Linked DNA regions of Mus musculus: region 1 is linked to region 2. A link is a contact called in public promoter capture Hi-C data. All regions are on one chromosome and are shown on one strand. The core of a region is the stretch at or near the end of the contact, and the rest is flanking DNA. Distances in the headings are between cores, read along the strand shown.

What was found. Promoter capture Hi-C pulls out the DNA fragments that hold promoters and counts their contacts.
Region 1: a promoter capture Hi-C map of cranial neural crest shows a contact between it and region 2. The contact joins two enhancer-like sites. A contact is called at or near these places in 4 of 39 promoter capture datasets (the C10 cell line, cranial neural crest, frontonasal cranial neural crest and 1 more).

What each region holds. Positions count from the first base shown.
Region 1 is chr7:19,255,676-19,261,811 of GRCm38.p6, reverse strand. It overlaps Gm38499 (predicted gene, 38499), which reads right to left. Exons shown (of 2, transcript NM_001370864.1): 2 at 5,266-6,136. The coding sequence ends at 5,972. It overlaps Vasp (vasodilator-stimulated phosphoprotein), which reads left to right. Exons shown (of 13, transcript NM_009499.3): 5 at 599-636; 6 at 747-988; 7 at 1,131-1,231; 8 at 2,345-2,396; 9 at 2,547-2,580; 10 at 2,793-2,838; 11 at 2,919-3,009; 12 at 3,893-3,950; 13 at 4,058-4,883. The coding sequence ends at 4,095. Among named protein-coding and RNA genes, the nearest start is that of Gm38499, 9.3 kb to the right of the region's middle. Within about 2 kb of position 4,306, at least 72 of the 459 cell types and tissues checked have an H3K27ac peak or open chromatin away from gene starts, as enhancers often do.
Region 2 is chr7:16,317,595-16,324,542 of GRCm38.p6, reverse strand. Bbc3 (BCL2 binding component 3) reads right to left here. Exons shown (of 4, transcript NM_133234.2): 4 at 6,209-6,948. It also overlaps a transcript of Sae1 not described here. Among named protein-coding and RNA genes, the nearest start is that of Bbc3, 11 kb to the right of the region's middle. Within about 2 kb of position 5,117, at least 3 of the 459 cell types and tissues checked have an H3K27ac peak or open chromatin away from gene starts, as enhancers often do.

The sequences.
Region 1 (6,136 bases), core at 3,057-5,556, 2.9 Mb before region 2:
GTGGCATACAACCTGTCATCTCAGCCTGAGGCAGGAGGGTTGCCAAGAGTTTGAGGCCAGCCTATGTAGTGAATTCCAGGCTGGCCTTAGAAATTAGTCAGGGGTGCTGTTGTACAAATCAGCACGGTGGTGCGCACCTTTCCAAGCATTCAGAAAGCAGAGGCAGGTGGATCTGCAAGTTAGAACTTCATCTGGTCTACAAAGTTCTAGGCTAACCTATGCTACACAGTGAGACCTTGTCTAAAAAGAGAAAGAAAATCTAACCCCTCCCCAAAAAGAATCTGATGAGGGAATGAACCATGCTGGTACCACCCCCTCTTCCCCCCCCCCCCCCCCCCCGTGCCCCTACTCCACACCAGGACTCCACCTTTCTGAGCCCATGGCCACTTTGGAATCATCTGCTTGCATAGTTGTAAAGAACGTACCCAGGCTCCATCCATGCCTCCTGCCCCTTGTTCTCATCCTTCTTTCCCTGGGCCCTCGGAAGGCAGACTTGGATGGAGGGGAGGCACCAGCCTCCTTGGTGACCTGAGAGATGAACCAGTTAGCTTGGTTTGGGGACTGAAGCAGCCTCCTTTCTCCCCCCTCCCCCGTACAGGCAGCCGGAGCATATGGAGCGCCGGGTCTCCAATGCAGGTGATGGCCGTGACTGGGTCACGGGGACCTCCCTGGAGGAGCTGGTTGGGCAGGGAGGACACAAAGCCAGGCTTCTCTCTCAGTAGGACCATTCTCTGTGTTTATTGCAGGAGGCCCACCTGCTCCCCCAGCTGGGGGCCCTCCTCCACCTCCAGGACCTCCCCCTCCTCCAGGTCCCCCCCCACCCCCAGGTCTGCCCTCCTCAGGGGTATCTGGGGCAGGTCATGGAGCAGGGGCAGCCCCACCCCCTGCACCCCCACTCCCTACAGCACAGGGCCCCAATAGTGGGGGTTCCGGGGCCCCAGGCCTGGCTGCTGCCATTGCTGGAGCCAAACTCAGGAAAGTGAGCAAGGTAAGGAAGTACCAGGGAGTGGCTGGGATGAAGCCCTGAGGGGACAATGGGAGGTGGTCAGAGTCCCCCAAAGGTGTCACAAGAGGGCTGGGAGGTCACCTGGCCTACCTGTGAAGCCTTCTCCCCCTTTTCATTCTTTCAGCAGGAGGAGGCCTCTGGGGGGCCCCTGGCCCCCAAAGCTGAGAACAGTCGAAGCACTGGTGGGGGGCTTATGGAAGAGATGAACGCCATGCTGGCCCGGAGGTGAGCCTGAGTCCCAGAATTCAGCTATATGCTGCATTTTCAGGGTTAGGCTGTTGTAGTGCTGACTGGGCCCCTCCCCTTCCTGTCCTCTCTCTTCCTTTCCCCGCCGCTCATGTCTAGCCCAGGCTGAACTCCCGATGCACCTGCCTCGGCCTCCTGGGCGCTGGAATGACACACCTGCACTCAGCTTCTTTGTGTCTATGAGTGGCGGTGCTGCCTGATGACAGCCATGTCCAGGACACGATGCTGGAGACTCAGCCCCTGAGGTGGCTCACAGACTGTAAAGTGCTTGAGCCATGAGAGATTCTTACACTCTGAAAGCTTAGATTCTTAGACACCCAGCTTGCTGACCTAGGAACTAACTCCTCGTCGCCCTTAGAATGCTTAAGATTTCCAGATGTGGAAATTATGGGGGACCCCTCCAGATTCTAGAGGAACAATCTCTGGACTGGATTTTTCCTTAAATTTTCAAGCTATTTCTTTTTATTTATCGTATATATGAGTGTGCCCATGACTCCCCGGAAGAGAGGTCTCTCCTTCCACCACGTGGGTTCTGTGACTAGGAGTCAAGTTGTCAGGGTTAACAGCCAGCACCCTTCCTTACTGAACCATCTCAGCAGCCCTGAACTGGATTGTTGCTGTTGCTGTTCTCAGCCCTGGCTAGGCTGGAACTTAGAATGATGACTCTTCCGCCTCTGCCTCTCACATACTGGGATTACAGCCTTGTGCCATGTAATACATTCTGTCCCATGTTGTTTTTTTTTTTTTTTTTGAGACAGTCACTCGCTGTGTAGACTAGGGCGGCTTTGAACTCACAGAGATCTGCCTGCCTCTCTTTTTAAAAGTCTTGCTACATTTATTTATTCACTGTGTATGTCTGTTTATGTGGGGGTTAGAGGATAAGCTGCAGGACTCAGTTCTCTCCATCAGCCTTCACAGAGGTCTTTGGGATTAAATCAGGTGGTTCTGCTGGTACAAGCATCTCTCTCTGCTGAGCTATCTTGCAGGCCCCTTCTTTAACTTTCCAACCTCTCCTGGAATTTAGCAGTGGGAAGGGGTCCTGTTGAGTGGCAGAGTGTGAACTGTAGCTTGTCCTTGCTTGCCCCTCTGCAGAAGAAAAGCCACACAGGTTGGGGAGAAGCCCCCCAAAGACGAGTCAGCCAGTGTAAGTAGGGGGCTTTTCCTGCCCTATATTCCTTATGGTGTACACTAGTACCCTAGGGCAGGGAGGAGGTGTTACAGGGCTGAGCTGGCTTTGGACCTGAATATTGGCATAGAAAGGGTAGTTTATGATACTTGTATTTACCGCCAACAGGAGGAGTCAGAGGCCCGACTCCCTGCCCAGAGTGGTGAGTGATAGCCCTGTTCTATCCATAGAAACTATAAATCCAAGGACACATTGTTCTTGTTTTAAAAGCACTACAGGGGAAAATCTGTGAAAACAGTACTGGGGATTGTAGTTTTCTAAAATTCTTTGGCCTGGTGAGTTGAGTGGTGGTATGGTACTGTGGGGGCAATGCTTGTCTCTGATCTTTATTTGTTGCCCCACCCACCCACCCAGAACCTGTGAGAAGACCCTGGGAGAAGAACAGCACAACCTTGCCAAGGTAGGCTATAAATATTGGGGAGGAACATAATACAACCCCTGGGATAGGACCCTCACTCCTGCCCTGTGCCATCTCTTCAGGATGAAGTCGTCCTCTTCTGTGACTACCTCCGAGGCCCACCCCTCGACGCCCTGCTCCAGTGATGACTCCGACTTGGAGAGGGTGAAGCAGGTAGCTTGGGGAAATAGCTAGAAAGATGCCAGGAGAGACAGACCTGGCTCCAGAATGGTTCTAGGAAAGGCTGAGAAACCTCTTCTAGCCTGAGGAAAGGAGTTGGTGGGTGGGGCCCAGGGGACAGACGCCCACACTTTCCCAGTAGCTATAGCAGACCGTACCAGTCTATCACTCATTCCTGCTGAGTCCCCAGAATCCTCAGTGGCTCGAGCTATCCATCTCTAGTCACAGTTGGCAGGAGACTATGTACATTTGGCAAGCTTGCTCCTGGATGTTCTCCAATACTGTTCTGCTGGCCCCAAAGATCTAGAACTCTCCTGTAGAACATTCCCATCATTTTGTGACCTTGGCAGCTGTGTTAAAGGATGAGGGAAGGGTTGTTGAACCAGCTTTCTCTGTCTTCAGTCAAGAAGGAAGGGAAGAGAACCTGGCTAATCAGAAGAGTGCCAAGAACTCCCCTCCTCCCCACCCAAGTGAGGGGCTGGGGGCGTGGCTCAGTGGTAAAGCCTAGAATCCTCCAGAGAGGGGCTGGGGCGTGGCTCAGCAGTAGTGTGCTTAAGTAGCATTTAAGATGCCCTACGATCCGTCCCTGTCCCTGAAATAAAGTGGACTGTTTGGTGACTAAGCAGGTAAAGGTGGCTGTGCCACTCTTAACCGAGTTCTAGCCACAAAAACAACATGGTAGAAGAAGTGAATTCTTTCAAGCTGTTCTCTGACCTCCACCCCAGCGACGTGTATGTATGTACCTCACTCTTGCTTGCACATCCCTTACGCTCACATGCACACACCTGCACAAGCACACAAGCAAGTGTTCATGTTTAAGAACCTTAGATAAGTTGGAGTAAGAGAGTCCGGGACCACTCTTGATTGGTTCTTTCAGGAGCTTCTGGAAGAGGTGCGGAAGGAGCTACAGAAAATGAAAGAGGAAATCATCGAAGGTGAGGCACCTCTGTTGTAACGCAGGCCCTTGTGTTCATGGGAAGTGCCTGCCTTGGAAGGGAAGACAGTGGAGACTGGCCTGACTTGTGCCTCTCATTCCTTCCAGTCTTTGTCCAGGAGCTGAGGAAGCGGGGTTCTCCTTGACTACAGGGACCCAGAAGACCCATTTCTTCTTTCTGTACTTCCTGCCTGGCACCTGCTTTCCCTGCCTCTACTTGACCAAGAGTTACACAAGAATGCGTTCTCCCCCGCCAGCTCCCACTTGGAAGATTCCACGTGGGGTGTGGCTTCCTGGTGCCATGGTCACACCCACGCTGGCTGCTGATTGGATAAGGAGGTCCCACCCCTTTGTTTTCTTTGGTCCTTTCCCTTCACCATCCCCTTGGGGCTGGTTCCTCTGCTGGGGATGGACCGAGTAACCCCGCAGTGAGGGAAGGAAGGAGGGGTCTCACCTTCTCTTGTTCTGGATTCACTTTAACGCTTTAATGCCTTGGAATTTTTTTTTAAGAAAAAGTATATATATATATTTGGGTTTGGGGGCGGGGAAGGGAAATTTTTTTCTCTTTGGTTTTGATAAAAATGGGGTGTGGGAGTTTTTAAATGCTAGACCCCAGGCTTGTCCCATCGGAGGCAGCTATATATAAGAGGGGAGGTATCCCACTAGGTGGGGGGTATTTCCCCCACCCCTGGGACACCCTTTTGCCTTGGCTCCTCCCTCTTTTCTATGAGGAATTAAGATTCTTTAACTTTTTTGGAACCTCAGTTTTGTGGTTTTTTTATTTGGGTTAGGATTTCAGGGTCCAGACCATTTTTGCCCTCCGGGAAGATGAAGTGAGGGGGAGAAGAGGAAAAATAGGTCCTCCGACTTCTACACCATAGCTTCTTGGACACGGGCCCTCGCTGAATAAATCTGCAGTTTTTATAAATGCAAAGGTCTCTGGAGTACTTTAAATGCTATGCCCCATCAAAGGCAGCTATATGAGAGGGGAGGTATCCTACCAGGAAAGGAGGGTTGCTGACAGCTGTGGGCGCCCTTGCAAGAATTCTGCTTCTCACTTCCGGTTCTACATACATTCCTGGTTCAGTCACGCCCCTTCTCTCTGTGGTCCTCACCAGCCTGCTTCCTCCATCCTGCAGTGTCTGCAGACTGTGTGGTTAAGTCTTACAGCTTAACGCTGGGTTGACTTCTTTACCTGGGAAGGGTCTCAGAAGATGACTGCCCCCCCCCCATTAGGAGTCCCCCTCCCGTAGTTCTTTCCTAACTGAAATGGATGACACGCCTGCCCACTCAACAAATAATGGTTTGAGACACTCTTTAACCTGGGGCTCCTTTAATTATAAAACATTTTAAATTCATAAACCACTCCTTCGTGGCCCAGTGGGTTAGCAAAGAGTGGGTAAGGGAGTTATTTGGTTTTCTGGAATGTCCCATTTGGACAGAAGGTGAGGCTGCTGTTCGCCATATTTTAAGTGGCTTTTTACCCGGAAGATCAAAGGCAGTAAGGGAGGGTGATCCTGAGAATACCGTGAAACAAACAGGTGGGTGGTGGCACTGGCCCACATGGTAAGGGTGCAGGTGGGTCCTTTACAAAAGGCCAGTTATGGGGGTGCGGTGGGGTAGGCAGAGTGACTGAGCAGGGCAGGGCAGACCCCATCCTCTTTCCCTAAAAAGTGAGGTAGATGGAGGGAGATGGGGCTCCAGAACCTAAGGCAGGGAGTATGATGGGCCAGTAAGGTTGTTAGACGGCTCCCCAACACACTGCCCTCCTTTCCAAGTACAGCATTCAAGCAATGGTGGTTTTGGTTAGGGGAGCTGGAAGGGTTCCTGTCATGTCCCACCAGTGGGTTAAAGAGACCCCGTGGGAAGGGGTACTCACACCTCTCTCAGCCTAGGACCCATCTGTCCCCAGAGACCAGGGCACGTTAGCTGGCACCATTTGGGGGTGGGCCCATGCAGAGAGGTCAGTCATGTGACAAGCCCAGACAACAGTCCACGTCCAAGGCCAGAGTCCTGCGGCCTCTACTCCTTGGGGGCCTCAGGACACTGGAGTTCAGGCTTAAGCTCTGGCTCATAGCAATCTTTACAGATCTGGGTTCTGAACTTCTGTAGCTCATCTTGAAGCTCTGCCCGCAACTCTGCTTGCAACTCTGTCCGCAGCTCCGCCCGCAGCTCTGCCCGCAGCTC
Region 2 (6,948 bases), core at 3,868-6,367:
ACATAGCCCAACAGCTAAAAGTTATGTGCTGCTAAGCTGCTGAGTTGGGGTCCCTATGCCAGGTGGGGGTCGGTCAAAGGATTCAAAGGAGTCCTATGTGGGTTACAGGGATCACCTTTACCCACTGAGCCATCCCACTGGCCCCACTTAGGTGAATATATATTTTAATTTTTTGTGTGTAGTAGTTATGCCTGCATGTATGTGTTTATATGTACTACATTTTGCCTGGTGCCCACAGAGGCCAGGACAGGGCACTGGTTCCTCTGGACCTTGGAGTTAAATATCTTTGTGAAACACCATGTGGATGCTGGGATCCAAACCCCGGTCCTCCACCAGAGCAACAAGAACTCTTAACTGCTGAGCTATCTTTCCAGCCACAGTGATATTTTGTTTGTTTTGTTCCTTGTGTTTTGGGGACAGTGTTTCTCTGTGTAGCCCTAGCCTTCTTGGAATTAAATCTGTTCAGGCTGGCCTCGAACTCAAGAAATCTGCCTTCCCCTCAGCCTCCCTACTGCTGGAATTAAAGACATACACCACAATCACCTGACACTGCCCCCCACACCACACCCTACACACTGGGATAATTTTTAAGGAGGAAATAAACTTGTAGGCAAAAGTCCATCTTTCTCCAAAGCAGCCATGGCAGGATGGGGACATGTAGAGAGGAGAGGTGCTGAGCCCCTTCATGGGAAGGTGTGGGCCCACTTAAGTTCCTGCATCCCTTGGGCAGAGGCCATGATGGCTGCAGCTGCTTCCTTTTCTCTTGGGTTTATTTTTCTAGGAGCCTGTTGGATTTGTACAGCATAGCTTCTTGCTATAAGTATCCCTGCGTCTTTGATGCAGGGGGGAAATTTTCTACTTCAGTGTTTGGATCTGGGAAAAGAAGGCAATCTTGTGACTAGAGAGATGGGGTTCAGTTCCCAGTACCCACACGGTGGGTTACAACCAGTTGTAACTCAAAGGGATCCAATATCTTCTATCTTCTGCAGGCCCCAAGCATACATATGGTATACACACATATATGGGGAATCATACATACATGTAGAATAAGAACAAATCTTTAACAAAGGAAAAGTAGACTGGGCAGGGGCAGAGGTAGGCAGATCTCTACTAAGTAGCAAGTTGAATGTAAGCCAGGGTACATGAGACTTAAAAAGTTGAGCCGGGCGTGGTGACGCACACCTTTAATCCCAGCACCCCGGAGGCAGAGGCAGGCGGATTCCTGAATTCCAGGCCAGCCTGGTCTACAAAGTGAGTTCCAGGACAGCCAGGGCTATACAGAGGTACACTGTCTCGAAAAAACAAAAACAAAAACAAAAAACTATAGTAAATGGATTGGTTCCCGGTATACCCAGAATCAGCAACACATGGTATAAATTAACCAAATGAATATTCTAGAGCTGGAAATGTACGCAATAGACGTAATATAATGGAGGTGAGAAACATTGAATCGAAAACACAGTAAGAAATTTTGCAGCCCCCCAAAAAGTTTGAAAGATTGAAAAGGTTGAGCAAGGTGACTCAGCGGGTACAGGAGCTTCCTGGAGTTTGTTCCCTAGGACCCATGCGGTAAAATACAAACCCTGAATTTCACAAGTTGTTCTCTGTCCTACACACACACACACACACACACACACACACACACACACTCAAAGATACATACATACATATACAGACATAGGTACATATACATATAGACACAGACACATGCATATACACACCAATATATACATGAAGTATACATACACTGTGTTAAAAACTTCATAACCTCTTGTGAGAAATGATCTCAAGGTCTGAACTATGGTACACAAGGCTTCATGCTATATAACCAGAACTTTACTGCCCACCCACAAATTATTCAAATTATAAAGCTAACTAAGAGGCAAATGTGTTGGCTCAAACCTATGAACCTAGTACTCAGACTCAGGCAGAAAATGGAGGACTGAGGGAGGGTGGAGCACACTTTTAATCCCAGCACTTAGAAGGCAGAGGCAGATGAATCTATAAATCCAGCCTGGCCTAAAAAATGAGTTCCAGGGGGCTGGAGAGATGGCTCAGTGGGTAAGAGCACTGACTGCTCTTCTGAAGGTCCGGAGTTCAAATCCCAGCAACCACATGGTGGCTCACAACCATCTGTAATGAGATCTGACGCCCTCTTCTGGTGCATCTGAAGACAACTACAGTGTACTTAGATATAATAATAATAAATCTTTTTAAAAAAAATGAGTTCCGGGGCTATATCAAGAAACCCTAGCCGGGCGTGGTGACGCACGCCTTTAATCCCAGCACTCGGGGAGGCAGAGGCAGGTGAATTTCTGAGTTCGAGGCCAGCCTGGTCTACAGCGTGAGTTTCAGAACAGCCAGGGCTACACAGAGAAACCGAGAAACCCTGTTTTGGAAAACAAACAAACCGAAAATGGAAGACTAAGTTAGTGTGGATATAGTAAGTCGGAAGCCAGTCTGGGCTCCAGAGGGAAATCATGTTCCAAGTTGGTATGCATGTATACATATATGTATGTGTGTGTATGTATGTGTGCACATATGCCCCTATGTGTGTAGTGAGCATGCGCACACACATGCATGCACATGTATTGGTTTGAATGGATTCTCCACAGGTTTCTGTCTGTGGACGTTTGCTCCTTGGTGGCACTGTCTTTGGCACTGTAAAAGTGTGGCTGGTGGATGCGCTGTGTTTCTGGGCAGGGTGCTCTGAGGGGTCCCTATTCCCTGCTTCTAGCCTGATCTTTCTGCTCTTGTGCTGCTAGAGCTGTGAGCAGCCAGACAAGCAATCAAATGTCCAGGGCTGCCTCCTCCAGTCAACAGGATGGGCTTGACCCTTAATGGCGAGTTGAGAGGCTGGCGTGTGGCTGGCATGCACAAAGCCCTGGGATCCATTGCCAATGCTGAGGAGGGGAAGCAGGAAGATTGGGGATTGGGTGTTCAAGGCCATCTTGGGCTAATCGAAACTTGTCTCAAAAGCAAAAAAGAGAGGGCAAGCGTCTGTAAAACTACTTAAAATGCTGAAGGGAGAGTTGGGGTATAGCTTAGTGACTTAGCACTTGCCTGCCATGGGTTTTATGGTTGCCCCATAAAACATGAATAAGACCAGGAAGTTGGCTCTGTGTGGGTAAAACTCAAGCCTGAGTTTGAATCCCTGGATCCCATGTGAAAGGCTGGGTGTGGCTGCCTGTGCCTGTAACCAAGATTGATGATGAGGGCAGATCGCCAGAGCTCCATGAGAAAATCCTGTCTCAAAGCAGGCATACCTGCACAGTCACCAAGGCACCAAGCAAAATGTAAATGAGCCAGTGGAAGGCAGGGGAAAAGACTTTACCCTCGCTATCTTACAGCTCAGGCTAAAACTCTTCCTTCCTTCCTTCCTTCCTTCCTTCCTTCCTTCCTTCCTTCCTTTCTTTTCTTTCTTTCTTTCTCTCTCTCTCTGCCTCTCTCTCTTTCTTTCTTTCTCTCTCTCTCTCTCTTTTTTTTTTGAGACAGGGTTTCTCTGTGTAGCCCTGGCTGTCCTGGAACTCACTTTGTAGACCAGGCTGGCCTCGAACTCAGAAATCTGCCTGCCTCTGCCTCCCGAGTGCTGGGATTAAAGGCGTGTGCCACCATGCCCGGCAAAATTCATTTTTTGTATCTCCATGTTTTGTCCACTGTAGGTTTGTCTGGGCACCATGTGTGTCTAGTGCACAGAAAAGCCAGAAGAAGACATCAGTTCCCCTGGAGCGGATGTTATCAGCTGCCCTGCAAGTGCTGGGAACTCAACCTAAGCCTTCTCCAAAAACCAGGAGTACTGTGAAGCACCTGGCCGTCTCTCCAGTCACCAACAACAACGCTGCTTGTTAGCAAATATTTTGGTAGCAGCAACAAGAAATTGCCTAATATAAGGTCTCACCCATCCCTGGACTGCCCTTGGACTCCTGATCCTCCTGCCGCCGCCACCCCCCACCCCCCCGCCATTCCCCAAGTACTGGAATTTCAGACAGGTGTTAGCAATCTGGCCCATACAATACTTATGAAAATTAATCAGTTAAATCTTATTAAAGATATTAAAAATATTAAAGGAATCAATAGTTTTAGAGACACAGTGCTTCTGTGGATGGAGGTCAGAGGACAACTTGTAGAGAATAGTTCTCTCCTTCTATAATATGAGTCTGGGGGCTGAAGTTAGGTTCTCATGCCTGGTGGCAATTAATTAGTCTTGGCACTTCCCCCCACCCACAAAGTTTCTCTCTGTAGCCATACTCGGAGATCTGCCTGCCTCTGCCTCCTGAGTGCTGGGATTAAAGGTGTGTGCTACCACATCACACCCCAGACTTGGCACTTTTTTTTTGTTTTGTTTTGTTTTGTTTTGTTTTTGTTTTTGTTTTTGTTTTTTTGAGACAGGGTTTCCCTTATAGCCCTGGCTGTCCTGGAACTCACTTTGTAGACCAGGCTGGCCTCAAACTCAGAAATCTGCCTGCCTTTGCCTCCCAAGTGCTGGGATCAAAGGTGTACGCCACCACTGCCCGTCGACTTGGCACTTTTGAGAACTGCTGTGTGCACAGTACACTTGGACTCTTGAACACATATATGTTCTTCTCGTGGAGATGCTCAGGAGGGCAGTGGATATGGCTTCATCAGATTCCTCTCCTCTATGCCCACAGCCCTCTAGAAGATCCACTTCCCCTAAATTGCTTTTTACTGTCACTGGCCACCAGGAAGGGATATACTACATATCTGCCTCTCCCTGAAGTCATTACAAAGCTGGCACTTGAGTGGGTTCAAGGACTGCCAATTCTCAGTCAGTTAGTAGGAAAAACTCTCCTTTCTCAAAATAATGCAAAGTGGGTTCTGAGGCTGTGCTCAGCATCGAGAGCTGGCCATGTGCCTGGCCTTAGGACAATGGTGCAAGGAATGTCTAGTTCTGATCTTAGCTCCAGGTCCCTTTCCAGCCAGAGAGCAACCTGAGGCTGGTCACAGGGCCAGGCTAGACCCCATGTCATTCAGGACAGAGCTCACAATCTGTAACTCAAGCTCTTGAAACAGTGGCTTCTAAACTATAAGCTATTCGTTCGTTCGTACAGTAAATCTTAAGCTTAGTTACACTCTTCATACCTGATGAAATAAGTACACATGAAGTATTAGTCCCTGTGTGTGCTTGCTCTCAAGACTACAGCAGTGGCTGCCAGCTCTGTGTAGCTACAACTTCTGTGCCTCTTTCATCCCGCCTTCCTTTTTTCTCTTGGTATAAGTAACTGAACCCAGGACTTTGTGCTCAGTTGAGCCACACCTCCATATCCTACTAGGCAGGGGCTCTACCACTGAGCAATGCTCCCAGTCTTTCTACTGTTTTTTTGTTTGTTTGTTTGTTTGTTTGAGACAGGGTTTCTCTGTGTAGCCCTGGCTGTCCTGGAACTCACTCTGTAGACCAGGCTGGCCTCAAACTCATAGATCCACCTGCCTCTGCCTCCCAAGTGCTGGGATTAAAGGTGTGTGTTACCACGCCCGGCTTTATTTTTAAATTAATTGTATATGAAGTTTGTATCTATATGAAAGCCTGCAGGCCAGAAGAGGGCATTGGATAACATTATACATAGTTGTGAGCCACCATGTGGTAGCTGGGAATTGAACTCAGGACCTCTGGAAGAACGGCTGGTGCTCTTCACAGTTGAGCCACCTCCCTGGCACATTTACCTATTTTATGTGCATATGTGTTTTTGGGGTTTTGGGTTTCCTTGTCCGCATGGAATGGGCCCTGTGCACATGCCTGGTACCCGCAGGCCAGGAGGTATCAGATCTGGAACTTGAGTTACAGAGTGTGAGCTGCAGCATGGGTGCTGGGACCTAAATGCAGATCCTCTTGAAGAACAGCCCATACTTCTACCTGCTGAGCCAGCGCTCCGCCTGTCCCCTCCACCTGTCCCCTCCCCATTGCTGAGACTGGGTCTCAGTTGCTCAGGCCTTCCAACTAGCTACGACAGGCCTGTGCCACCAGACCAGCCTCTAGCTTACCTTTTAGTATGACTGCCCCTTAAGAGTCCAAAAGTTCCAGTTTCTTTCTTTCTTTCTCTTTTTTACATTTATTTATTGTTATATGTAAGTACACTGTAGCTGCCTTCAGACACTCCAGAAGAGGGTGTCTGATCTCATTATGATGGTTGTGAGCCACCATGTGGTTGCTGGGATTTGAACTCAGGACCTCTGGAAGAGCAGTCAGTGCTCTTAACCACTGAGCCATTTCTCACACACACACACACACACACACACACACATACACACACACACCGTTTCTTTCATGTCCTTACAGGTAGTGCCAGATGCTCTGTCACTGGTAAAGCTAACAAAAAGAGTGTTCACTGTTCAATCTGATTTTATTGAAAAGGAAACATACAAAAATCATGTACAAAAAAAATTAACCAAACATGTACAGAAAATTCATTCCAGTATATCTACAGCAGTGCATGTACAGTATCTTACAGGCTGGGCCGTCCCTCCCCGCTCCCAGACTCCTCCCTCTTCTGAGACTTCCCCCCTCCCTGACTCCCCATCTTCCTCCCCAGCGCTTTGCCCTGGGGACTAAGGCTGGGGTGGCTTCCGCCAATATCTCCCACCCCCCAAATGAATGCCAGTGGTCACACGTGCTCTCTCTAAACCTATGCAATGAGATGGATGGGGATTGGGGGGGGGGGGGTGGTCCCGGGCAGAGCACAGGATTCACAGTCTGGACCCCTCCTGGACACCCCCAGATGAAGGTGAGGCAGGCATCGTTCACCGCCCGCCGGCGGCTCAGGGAAGATGGCTGGGCACTGGGTTAAGAAGGCCTTCACACGCCCCCCATTCTCTGGCTCCAGGAGGCTAGTGGTCAGGTTTGGCTCATATGCTCTTCACAGACCCCCTCCTCAGGAGGAGGGGGGGAAGCACCAGGGGCCTGAGGCCAGGCCCAAAGTGAAGGCGCACTGGGGA